Linked DNA regions of Mus musculus: region 1 is linked to region 2. A link is a contact called in public HiChIP or PLAC-seq data. All regions are on one chromosome and are shown on one strand. Each heading gives the region's core, a stretch centred on a gene start, on an enhancer-like site or on the middle of the called end of the contact. The rest is flanking DNA. Distances are from core to core; before and after follow the strand shown.

The links. HiChIP or PLAC-seq counts read pairs in DNA pulled down with a chosen protein or histone mark.
Region 1: a FOXA1 HiChIP or PLAC-seq map of pancreatic cancer cells shows a contact between it and region 2. The contact joins two enhancer-like sites. A contact is called at or near these places in 1 of 484 Hi-C or Micro-C datasets (muscle stem cells), 1 of 115 datasets of contacts at active chromatin or transcription factors (pancreatic cancer cells) and 1 of 9 other capture datasets (liver).

Annotation. Positions count from the first base shown.
Region 1 is chr3:65,842,297-65,848,913 of GRCm38.p6, reverse strand. No RefSeq gene overlaps it. Among named protein-coding and RNA genes, the nearest start is that of Gm25755, 74 kb to the right of the region's middle. Within about 2 kb of position 4,408, at least 65 of the 459 cell types and tissues checked have an H3K27ac peak or open chromatin away from gene starts, as enhancers often do. A contact at or near this core is called in muscle stem cells and pancreatic cancer cells, where this site is marked.
Region 2 is chr3:65,292,133-65,298,558 of GRCm38.p6, reverse strand. Kcnab1 (potassium voltage-gated channel, shaker-related subfamily, beta member 1) reads right to left here. Exons shown (of 14, transcript NM_010597.5): 3 at 3,257-3,294; 4 at 811-890. It overlaps A330015K06Rik (RIKEN cDNA A330015K06 gene), which reads left to right. Exons shown (of 5, transcript NR_126080.1): 2 at 33-266. Among named protein-coding and RNA genes, the nearest start is that of A330015K06Rik, 7.3 kb to the left of the region's middle. Within about 2 kb of position 1,393, at least 43 of the 459 cell types and tissues checked have an H3K27ac peak or open chromatin away from gene starts, as enhancers often do. A contact at or near this core is called in muscle stem cells and pancreatic cancer cells, where this site is marked.

The sequences.
Region 1 (6,617 bases), core at 3,159-5,658, 550 kb before region 2:
GAGATGGAGCAGGAGAGTGTTGAGAGTGAGAATGGAAATCATTGGGGGGGCATCTCTAGTGACTGACTGGAGGTCTGAGATAGGGGAGGATACAGGGAGTTTATGGGGGTGACCTTGGCTGAGATTCCTACCAAAGAGGAATACTGAGACTGAAGTGGCTACTTTTTGTAACTAGGCAGAACTTCCAGAGGAAGGAAGGAGACATCAATCTACCTACAAAACCTTTAACCCCAAATTCGTCTTGCCTACAAGATGTGCAGGCATAAAGATATTGCAGAGACTGAGGGAATGGCCAATCAATGACTGCCCTAACTTGAGGCCCATGCCATGTGAGAGAGCCAACCCCTGACGCTATTAATGATCCTCTGCTATGCTTGCAGACAGGAACCTAGCATAACTGTCTCCTGAGAGGCTTCATCTACCAGCAGATGGAGACAGATGCAGAGACTCACAGCAAAACATCAAGTGGAGTCAGGGGAGTCTAGAGGAAGAGTGGGGGATAGAAGTGAGAAAGTTGGAAGGGTCAAGGACACCCCGAGAAGACTCACAGAGATAATTCACCTGGCACCATGGGGGCTCACAGAACCTGGGCCACCAACCAGGGAGCATGAAGGAGCTGGACCTAGACCCCCTACATATTCGTAGTAAATGTGCTGCTTGGTCTTCGTGTGGGTCCCATAACCAGTAGAGCAGGGGCTGTCTGTCTCTGTTCCCTGAGATTGGATCCTCTTTCCTTTAACTGGGCTGTCTGATTAGGCCTCAGTGGGAGAGGATGTGGTTAGTCCTGTTGGGACAAGATGCCCCAGGGTGGGGTGGTACCCATAGGGGAAGAGATTTGTGGGACTGGGTGGGACTGGGAAGAGAGGAGGGAGGCAAGCTCTCACTGGGATGTAAAGTGAATAAAAATTAAATTAAATTAAAAAATAAAATAATAAATACAAACAAACAAGCAAACCAAAATATCTGGCCATGGAAGCTGTGGTGTGTCACAGTGTGTGTCACACAGTGTTACCCTTTTGCCCAAACAGCTTTCTTTGCAAATGTTCATTGCAATGAGTATGCTGGGGTGGGGGTTGGGAGTGGGTGGGTGGGGTCTTTTTCTGGCCCCGCCCCCCAGGCTGCCCTGGGGCCAGCCGATTATTTCTAAAAAGCAAGTGCAGTAAAAGCAAGAGCTGGCCTCAGTTTCCCTCAGAGTTATGGGTGAGCACCTAGGACAGCCCGAGGGTCTCCCTACTGCACAGCATCTGTACTTTGCTCCTGTCCTTCCCCAGGCTTCCACACATCCTTGGCATGTCCTCTGAAGATCCCTGTGACATTACTTCCTTCTGAAGACCAGTGCCTGCATGTCCTCCTGAGCACTCCCTGGAGTTCCTCTTTCCCAGCCCTGTTGACTTGAGAGCACTCTCCTGTCTGCCCCCATTGTCCACACTTGGATCTCTCCTCTGCTGACTCTAAGCTTCTGCAATACGGAGCCATTACTAAAGGCCATCTACCCCCCATAAGCCCTTACAGCTGGATAGTCAATACAGTTGTATGAGTTTTAAGTGAGTTGGAAAAAGCTGGCATTCCTCCATAGCCTGCCCCCATGCAGACATGTATAGCAACACCACAGATTTCTTGGCTGCTGTGCAGAAGCTGGGGGGACCTTAAGTGGTACACTTCACTGTTTCTCAGCCTTGGCACCCTGACTTCTGGCCTAGGCGATTCTTGGCTATTCTGTGCTTTGTTAAGATGTTTAACAGCATCCCTGACCTCTCCCCAAAATATGTCAGTAGCACCTTCTCCTCCCAAGAATCTAGCTGCAGACATTGCTAATCTCCTCCAGGGGTAGAACTGCCCCTGGCTGAGAGCCAATGATGAAGGAGCATACGAGGACTGAGACTTTGCCCAGTGAAGGTTCCATAAAATTTCCCCTTACACAATGCATTTTAATATAATATAAAGCAGTAACTCACACCTCGCCAAATATTTCACCAAAAATATTTGCCTCCTGTCAAATGCTATTAGGTTGAAAGGGAATGGGGGCAAAGGGAACAGGGTAAGGTCTTACACCCTTTGAAATAAGAATATCTTGTTTGGGAAACTGTAATCTTGAGGTTAACACTAATAAGTGTCTGGGGTCATACCAGGAAAACCACAGGAAAGAAAATAAAGAAGAAGCCGATATGAAAGACATATATTTTAGATAAACCATGGTGTTGTGTGCATTTGAGTCATATTTATATCAGAAACACTTTTCCTGCACCATTTGAGAAACTTCTCCATACCCTTCAAACCAGGACCTTTGGCTCACAAAGCTCTTTTTCCTCTGACTTATTCCTCGGGGCCTCACTGCTGGTGAACTGTACCAGTAGGACTAGGAACGTTTGCCTCCAGAGCACAGAACCTTTACTAACTTTCATGATAGAAAAAATATATATTTAAATAGTGTAATAACACATTTGAGACACCAGGAAGGCAGTAGGATTGGGCTTAATGGGATTAGGGTATGGAGGATGGTGGTACAGGAACCACTCACTCAGGAAAACGCATGGAAGGTGCATTCCTAGGATGCTGTGAGCCCTGGTGCTGTGGCATTCCCTGATACAAATGGTTCTGGTGTGCAGGGAGGTAATTCCCAGTGTCATTACCCAGGTCTCCTTGGCTGAAGCCATCTGTCAGCCACAGAGCATCCTACTAGCAGACAGAGTTGTGATGAAACACATTTGTTCAAACATGGGAAATGGTGTTTGAAAAAAGCCACCTTCCTCAATTTCCTTTGACGCTATTATCCTTTGTCATGTCAGAGAGCTGAGCCCAAGGATGGCCAAGAGGCAGTGGTAAACTCACAGTCCAGGGTCTGGGGGAACCATGGGATTGGTAGTTGTCCCCTTCCCTCCTGCCCCTGCAGTGAGGCAATAAAAGATGGATCTCTGAGGCAGTGACTGAGGCATTGTGCATTAACAGCTACATGGAGATTTTCATTTCAAATCTCATGTATTGACAGTTGAAACTGGAGCTGTTACATAAAGCATCACTCAATGTCTTTCAGAGACTCTTTCTCAACACATCATTCACATGCTAGAACACAGAGAGGCCTTTAGATCCATGGGGAAAGTTGAGTAAAGGGTCCAGGATTTGTGTGGAACACATTATGTCAAGACATGAGAATGACAGTCATGGCTGCTGACAGAGAAAGCTTGCTTGCCCAACAGTGACCCAGTATGGCTGCACCCTCATGGACCAGCTGGCAGTACAGACAGATTTGGGGAGACAGCTGGGGACTACTCATGAGAAAGTCAAAGATTTGCAACAACAAGGAGGTTGTTGTTCTTACATGTGTCTCTCTAACCCTAGGTAAGGTACCTTGCTTCAGGAGGCGAAGTGGGACTCTGTAGGTTGGTTTAGTCAGACAGGAGCTATCATCACATGGGCAAGAACGCCAAGAATGCCAGTCTCTGCTCTGACACGCAGACCCTGTTGGAAGAAGTACTTCCCGTGTTGGCTTTGTTCTTCTAAACACAAGTCCACAAAACAGGCTTCAGAGGAGACTTGGAACCTGGCCAGAAGCCACTTCAGGCAAGTCACAGACAGCGGTGAGTCCCACTCACCAGCCCTTGTTTTTCCCATGGGTCACAATACAATGACCTCACAGAACAGTTGGAAGAATGAGTTTAAACAGGGGTCATTAGGTTGGAGTTACTGTCTGAACAGGCTTCAAGAGGGTCTGCGAAGCCTGGCATTTTCATGAAGCACTTGTACATATTTACATGTGTCCTCTTGAGGAGGGCCTAGGCCCTGCCTTCTACTGCAATTTCAAAGAACGTTGGCACTTTCACAAGGTTAAGAATCACTGCTTGGGAACCGTGTGGATGTGTGACTGCAAGCATCCAGTTAAACTATGGCCAGCAAGAACTTTGGAAGTCAAAGGAACACAGAGGAGCATTTGCTGCGTGAGACTCACAGGGGAAAAAAAAGTAGAAAATGTGACTTTTGACCCTCTGTAGCAAACAGCACCTTTTGGACATGACCTTAAATGAAGTCAGTGGTTGAAACTGAGAGGATAAACAGCATATCTGACTGGTCAGAAGACGTTAAAAGCCTTGTAAATGCAGGTGGTAGAAGCAGACTGTTGGCTGCAGTGGTCGGAAGGTGTGTGCAGTGTGTGGGAAAGATGTTCAAAGGGAGGGAAGGATGGACAGGGGCAAGAACTTTCCTGCTTGGTCTACACCCCCACCCCACCCCCGAGGATGCTGGAGGAAGCTGAGCTCAGGAGCAGACCTTCAGTCATGGTCCATCCCGAATGTAGTTTCACATGTGCATGAACTGTTTTTGGTTCTTTAGCCTCTGCGCCACAGGCGAGGCTGAGGGGCTTGTGACTCACTGTGGGTAGAAAGGGATGACTTCCAGTGACTAACGTCTTTAGGCAGGAGGCTCTTCATTCTTGCTGTGAGACTCATAGGGCCTCTCCCACTTCCATCGCCGAAGTCCTCCAGGCGGGCCTCCTGCGACCACACCCCAAAATCTACTTACAGAAGACTAAGCAAAGCAGTTGGAAAGCAAGAAACAAATTTTGGAGAAAAAATGAGTCCATTGGAAGAGAACTTTGCTGACGCCTTTATATGTCTCTGATGATATGGGTGGGGCCGCTGTAATCCTTGCTGTGGAGATGACTCCCTGAGCTCTGCCTGGAGTTTGGCTCCACTGACTGATAAGGCTACCGGTCCCTGGATGGATCAAGGACATTTAAATAAATGCTGTCTCTTCAGAGATAATTTCTTAAGTTTGTGATTCCTAAATTTTATAGAGATACATAATGTCCATGCTGAAGGAAGGCATAGAGGAAATATTCTGGTCCTGTATCCGGCCTCTGATACTTCAAGCACATGTATCCTGCAACATCTTCCCTTTGCTGTCAGCTGGTCTTCTCATATCATCTGTCAAATCAGCCTTCTCCACCACCCTCCTATCCTTCACTTCCACCACACCTAGGGAGAACCATTATGGGGTCTAATTCATTGTATCACCAATGCATGCTGTACAGGAATCAATCAACTCCTGTTTCTACTTAACACACCACATCTATATGATCAGCGACCTCCCTGTATGAAGCATACTGATGTTAAACAACTCTTGATGTAAAATCCTTTCTGAACAGTATTTGTGCTGCAGCTGGTAAGAATTTCTTTTCAGTCTGCGAGAAGCTTCATCCACACTCAGCACTATAAAGCCCTCATGCTTTTTATCTTTCTTGAATTGTCCATAGGTATAGGGATACAGTTCACCAACAGTCCCTGCTAAAGTCAAATATCCTCTCTGATGCTATCTTTCACAAGACAACAATCCATTTACAGGAGAGAAAAACAACTCCCAGGACCAGAGATCCTCCAGCTAGAGAGAACAGACCCAACTTTTGCTTTCTTCATTAGTTTTAGTATGCTTTTTTCCCCTCTGCTGCTTCACTTCAGAAAAGACAGATAATCACCACCTTTATGAGTCAGAATCATAGCTCAGCACCTGCTAGGAAATTGAAAAATATTTCCCCATGTCACATTACAGAGTGACACTCATTGTCTTCACACGGCTGCTGGCATTCACGAGTTTGCCAAAGTGACTGCACTGGAGGCTCTGAAAGCCAGAGCGATAATGAAAAACAATGACTGAAGACATTGCCAAATGCCAGCACATAAAGATAGTAACATGAACTTGATAAACTCGGGCTTTCATTCCTTTTAAATTGTGCAGAGGTTAATAAAGGAGATTCTGTTTATCTCCAGCACAACAAAGTAACAGATGCAGGAAGTTCTGAGTGGTTTTCTTGTTTGTTTTGTCTTGTTTTTTTTAAATGCAGTCATTTCACTATTGGGCACAGAGTTCACTCCAGTCTGTGCTCATAAAGGAGAATCAATATGCTCAGTATCACAGGCCTAAGCTTAAAAGGGAAACTCATGTCCTGATGCAACAGCATTCAGCATGTGAAAAGGTAGGGACTGACAATAGAGCTTCTTGCCCAATTGCCACGTAAAGTAATAAAGATCAAAATATTACTGATCTACAGATGGCAAGTGAATGCTTGATATCTCTCCAAGCCAAGCAAAAGATGCATCAACGTTTTCAGTGATCTCTGCTGCATCTACACTGTAGCTTCAAGTGTGTTTCTGTTCAAGAACAATGTCCAGCTTCTCGGAAATGGGAAACACGGGTGCTGCAATACTTCAAGGACAGTCACATTGAAATACCCAGCCCAGCTGGCTGGTTCAATTCCAAGGCTGTGGTGTGGTCTCTGAAGATAGAAAAAGGGCAGTTCATGCCTTAGGTTATGGCGCTAGGAGGTGACTTTGTAGTTTAGAGGACCTGGCTTTCCTTTTGGGTAGGTGGTGATGGTTATATCCCTTGTCAGTTTTCATTATTTTTTTTCTTTATTGTCCCCAATGTGGGGATTGACAGAGCATATGTACACCCATTGAACATACCCATAACCGTATACTGCTTTGTTTGCTTTTATTTTTAAAGTATATATATATATATATATATATATATATATATATATATATATATACACATATATATATTTAAAGTATATACATATATATTCATATATATATATTTAAAGTATATACATATATATATTCTTTAAA
Region 2 (6,426 bases), core at 144-2,643:
TGCAATCACTATGTTCCTCTCCTCTGCTTTAGCCAATTCGGTATTGAGCAAGATACCTTGGACTGAGAAAATCTCCTGAGAAGAGGGCATGCAGAAAGGAGCAAGGCCGAACAACTTCGACTTTCCTTTCTTGGATTCATTACAAACAACATAGATGTGGATGCTCAAGTCCTCTGATGGTCCTTAAAAATAGGCAGGTCTTTGAAAAGGAATAACCAAAGTAAGAAGAAGCTCCAAGAATATTTGGAGCAATTACTATTGACTGGGTAAGCCTCAGCTCTACTGTAACTGGCCTGGGGGAGGCGGGCAGCTAGCTTGGTGTGTTCATATTCCATGTCTTCTGCCTTTGCTGGTGGAAGCTGGACACCCACGTTCATTCCAGGAGACCAGGGCTCCATATCGATTCTAAAATACACTAGTTATGTTATGTGACATGTGCTTGCTGATCCGGCCTAATAGAACATCAATTATGTGTTCTAACATAACAAGCCATGTTCAGACTGCCAAGTCGATGCTCAGGCCCAAAGGAAATCTCTAAAGTTACTCGTTACCTTCAGCAAGGTCTCTCTGTCGCTTACAGTCTTCAGAATAGGCTCTGAAGTGCCCTCTTAGAAAAGTTGTTAATTTCTTGGCATCATTAAGAAATCACAACTTTCATGAATATCAGTGTAGGGCGGAGGAAGAACATGCCTGCTGATATATGTACAAGAAGAGCAGTCCCTCCTTGCCAATGCCACAGCAATGTTTGAGCACACCCTCTTGCTTCCACCAATGATGCCATGTGAGAGCTAAAAACTTGTTCTGACTTACTTCCCAGCAGCATAGACCTCAGCTGTGTCGAAGAGATTAACTCCACTTTCGTAGGCAATTGTCATCAGCCGTTCAGCAACCTGCAAGAGGATGCAAGGGTCAGTCAGAAATGCCAGGCATTCTTCCTAGCTGGGAAGCAATGTTAAATCCTTTATCCACCGTTCACTCTGAGATCCTATGAACCACTTGTGTTTTTCTCAGCTGTAGTGAGTGACAAGAGAAAGAGAAGTATAAGGCAGGTGATTCTCCTACCCTCAGACACTGGGTAGGCTGTAATCTCACTCTTGGAGGGGTGTGTTTTGTTGCCCACGGAGCACTGAGGGGTTCAGATCTGTGTTTTCCACCCTGCTGGGAAGACCTTGTATGAGAACACCCTCCGTGACATCTAATCTTGCTGACAAAGAGGGTCATCTGTATCAAAGCTGACTCCAACCCTCAAGCCCTTTCTGCAAGTCAATAGCTTCTGGCAGTTGGATGACTCCTGACCTAAAAGCTTGTGACTTTGCTCAAGGCCTGGCCAACTGTGCTGATGAATCACAGGCCAGACAATCATGACTGTTGTTAAAGCTCCTGCCACCCACAGTTCAGTGGAACAATAAGCATCATCTTGGTGCTGCTGCTGAGTCAACACAGGGGAGGGAGCAAGCTCCTCTGGACTCAGGCCGGAATGGGTCAGGGCTCCGTGTTCCATCCTCCTTGCTGCTCAGGGCAAGTAAGAGCGTGCCAGGAGAGGAGAGGGCTACCTGCAACAATCAGCCTAAGGTGGAGCTGTAGGAGGATGCTGGAAAACGGCAGTGGAGGAATCTTTCTCCACTTTGCTGATTAATTTGCTAGATGTTTGAACATTTTTTTTCCACTTCTCACATAATAACAATTGATTTTCCATTATGTTCTTTGGTGGTGGACTAAAGTTGCTTCACCAGCGTTTCTAATATAGACTGTTTCTGGTGTTTTAAAAATTAGCCTCTCAAGACCATGGGTAGGCTAGTGTGCATATCCACTAGCATTACCCACAAGGAAGCAGTTACTGATTTTTAATTTGATAAGATTAAGACATTATTTTAAAGCAAAGTTGAAAAGTAAAGCAAATATAGGTTTCCTCATTCTGACTGTCCTGTTTTAGATGACGGCAAAAAATTATTGTGGTATGTCTTACAGCATATTGGTGGGTTATTTATTAGGAAATGTAACAATTACATCTTAGCTACAGAGAAGTTTTGAAATGGAGTACCTGAGAATAGACACCCTTCCCAGTCACAGGGTCTGAAGACCTTATGTGGAATAATGGGAAAAACATTGAAGTCTAAAGACTGGATTTAGGCCTTGATATAGTTTTAATCTGAAATGTCTTTCAAGTCCCCTGCATTTGGTCCCTGATCTATAGCATCTTTTGGAGATGGAAGACTCCTTAGGAGGTGTGGCCTAGTGGTAGAAAGCTAAGTCACTAGGCTCCTGCCTGTCTTTACTTCCTGGAGCTTGCAGTTCTCCAGCACGAAGAACATTATGGCCATTTTTACCTGCTTGGAGCTGAGAACTCCTGGAAGACCAAGAGAAAGCTGAAAGATCAGGGAAGTAAACTCATTGTTATTGGCTTACAGTTTTAGCCCCCAGAAAAGAGGTGAGATTGAGCCATTCAGTTGTGAGTGTGATTGGGTTTGGCTAGTCGTCCTTGTTCCTCCTTGTGGACAGCTCTGCAGGACCCTTCCCACAGCTGCTCTCCAGAAGGACTCTAGCTGTTGGATGTACGTCTGTGTTAGTGTCTCTGCAAATGTTCATGACAACTTTATTGTGCAATTTTGAGAGCTGGAATTTTGAAATGGCTCATCACAGAGGTCAGTCCTGCATGTCCAGACATGAGATCCCTACAGCAGAGGACAGACAGTATGAAGGGGAGATCAGAGACTTGTGGTGAGTAGGGGTGGAGACTAGATTTGCCCACAAGGCTAGCCACCATTGCCTTTTTCCTTCTACGCAGTGCACTAGGCACTGGCAGGTTGCATGCAGGCTGGAGACTCTGGCTGTGAACTTCCTTCCTTCCTATGTTGCTGCTTACTTCCAGCCTAACAGTGTCTGTGGCCTTTGCTGTACTCCCTGTGACTGTGCCTTTGTGTTACCCCCATACATCCCTACCTGATGCCAGTCATACGGTCTCTTGATGTGCACCTGGGTCCTCCTGTGGGGAGAAAGGACTTCTTCCTTCTTAGCTACTGGGAGTGTGGCTGTTGAAAGACTTTTTGCTGCCAGCCCCCTAAAACTCTGCTTGGCTGGAGTCACCCAAGATCTGCTAAGCTAGCCTTACCTAATGACTGGGCAGCACAGTTATACACACACACACACACACACACACACACACACACACCCAAGAAGAAAAAAAATGTTAGGAAGGAAAGACAATCCCTACTGCACATTGTCTTCATTAGAACTGTAGAAGCTAAAATCAGCTTACCTCATCTGAGATTTGACCTCCAAATGTCACCCATGTTCCTGGAAGAGAACAAATATTTGTGCATTATTTGTAGCCATTTTTCTAAGATTGTACATAATAAGAGCAGACTTTTGTATCAAGCAGATAGTTCGTAAATGTACTTAGATGAGGGCACATGCAGCCTGTTGTCTAGCCTCCCACCGTCCCCTGTCCACTTCCTAAATATTCCAGAAAGGGTCTATGAACCTTTGGGAGAAGAGTGCTTCTTCAAGCCACCATGGATGCTTGTGGCAGGCAGCCCTGGCCTACAATGAGACTTTGCTTCTGCTATGGGACCAAATACACAAGGAGCCAGTGCTATGTAGCTTACTTGGGCTATACACCTATTTTTCCTCTTCTGCAGTTAAAGGCTCATTCTGACATCGAGCACAAGCAAGGGTCCACAGCCTCAGTGAACCTGACCTTGACTTCTTGCCTTTGCCCTAACAAGACTTTTTTTTTTTTTTTTTGTATTTTCTGTTCCCTTTTAAGAGGACCTTCTCAGACATCTGCCAGACTCTGTTTACAAGACCTGGGTGGTGACAGTTCATGTACCTTCTCTGTATGATCTGCCCTGGGAAGTCTCTGTTGGCTTGGGGTGAAGATAGAGGCAGGAACCAAGGCAAAGACAAAGAAGGCAAAGGGAAGGAGACATAGCTAGCAGCCTGTGTAAAGCGAGACACTGAGCAGGCACGTTATGCTCATCTCCAGCAAGCCTCTTTAGTCAATTCCTTCCTCATCCATTTTTGGGTGTGGGGGCTTAAGTATATCAATGACATCACACTCATGTACTTAAGGTAGAGAGGTGATGTTACAGATTCCGTCTTCAACGAATAGTTAATAGTTTATCTTGATAAATGCTCAAACCAAGACAAACTCAAGGCAGACTGGCAGAGAGTACTTTACCTTACGTCTGGGAGTAAAGCATTCATGGAGGACTTTCTAGAAAAGGTGACACCTTGGTTGAGTCTTATAGGAGTAAAAGGAATGAAAAAGAAAGGGGTAGACATTTCAGATATAGACAAGCGCTTGGGAAAACAAGGCGGTGCAGCTGACTGTATATAGACCATCAGTCCGTGAAACAAGGGCAGAGAGGGAGACCTGAGCAAGTGTGGAAGCAGTGAGGGCATGGGCAAGGTTGGTGTTTATAGGGCGTGAATGAAACGCTGCTGGCAACTTATAGTCTTCATCCTACTGGAACAGTCTCAGCTACTACTATGACACACCTTCTAGATGCCACAAGGGAGTTCTCTTGAGCTGGGCGTGGTGGCGCACGCCTTTAATCCCAGCACTCGGGAGGCAGAGACAGGCGGATTTCTGAGTTTGAGGCCAGCCTGGTCTACAGAGTGAGTTCCAGGACAGCTAGGCCTATACAGAGAAACCCTGTCTCAAACAAACAAACAAACAACAAACAAAGAAAAAAAAAGGAATCATTTGACAGGCTCAAAAGGCAATTCTACTATCCATGTTTGCAGCTGAGCAATCTCACATTAGCCAACACCAAGTGAGATACCCAAGCTTTCACAGGCACGCTCGGCTTTGAGAAGGTTGTCCCTTTCAGTGTATCACGCTGGTGACTTAGACTATCAGTAAATGAGTGTGATACCCATAGACATATGTCGATGGAGTTACTCACTTTGCTTTTGTGCTCTGAGACTGAAACAGAGGGAGTGTATAATGATCTTCCGAGTGTGCTCTCTATCTGCAGAGGTTGCCAATGGGAAGCCCAGAGCTGACCTCAGCTTGCACGCTTGCTTACCTTTGCTAGGATGGAATTGACCAACTTGGTATTTTAATACATTTTGAATGAGTTACTGACATTTAAACACATGGGAATTTTTTTTTTTCTGAAAAGTTTTAGATTTTCAGCAGCATTGACAACAGGGTCAATATTCTTTCTAGGTAGGCACGGCCCAAACTGAGAAAGCAGAGGGTACCTTTATGAAAGACGATGCCAATTAATGGAAAGCTCCCCTCATGCTGCTGCCTGTACTTCCCCATGTATTCTGAACATTGAAGTAAAATGGCTACTGCTTTGTACCATATGCTTATTGCCATTTTTCTTACAGCAGAAATAAGTGGAGCACAAATTTGCACATAAAAAATTGAGTATTTTAAGAAAAAAATAGGCATAGACATTTTCTCCCCAAGATTATTCTAAACAAATGGAGAAAAATCCTATCCTGAGGCACCAAACTAAAACCAGCCATGACTGTACACAGAAAAGATGGTCTTTGAAAACCTTAATGGCCTGGGGAAATGGCAGTTTTTGGTTTTGAATGCGAATTAAGTAAGTGAGATGCTGGGAAATGCAGCTCTGTATTGAGCCGGAAAAAAATGCTCGGCGTCAAAACCTTCTCGCAGACTATACACATTTCTATGAGTCCCCTTGAATGCAGCAGAGACGGTGTGCCCAGAGAACAAACATTTGAGAAAGTTGGTGGAATTAGCTCAGCACGTGAGGTGTGGGGACGAGACATTCAGCACGTTGAGTTGCTGCAAATGAGAAATCGGGTATGGGTGAGAGCTCACTGTGGTGTGGTGAGCACTTTGAAGGGGTCGAAGAACTTTTGGATGGGGGCTCATGAAAAGAAAAACATGAGGGAAGGCTGCCTTGTGTGATGTGGGGAAGTCTCAGATTGTTTGGAAACCGAGTATATACTGGTCAAAGTCAGTGTTGCCAGAGGTGGGTGGTGCTGTCAAGCCAAGGACCAAAGATGGCACTACTTCATAGGAGCACTATACCTGAGCGTCTTAATTTTCTCACTCATCATAAATGGCTTTGGGGAAAGAACTAAAATGGCAGAAGCTATGGGTTCAGTAATGAATCCCACAAATTAGCTATTCTTCTATATCTTCAAGCAAAATTAGGTCAGTGCTTAATGAATTTGCTGGCTTGCTTGAACTGTGCAATAAAAGCATTTGTTTTTTGTTTGCTTGGTTTTTTAATTGTTCCTGTCATCAATGGGAATAGACCCATCTCTACTGAGTCCTGAAGATTTCCCCGAGCCTGAGATTCTTGCTGACCTTACAAATCATCTGTACTTGAACACTTTATACAGGGACATTCCTTAACTTACAAAGAGGTTATGGCCTGGTAAATCTATCACGTCTCACATTCCGCATGCACAGAATATTCTAGCTTAGCCAGC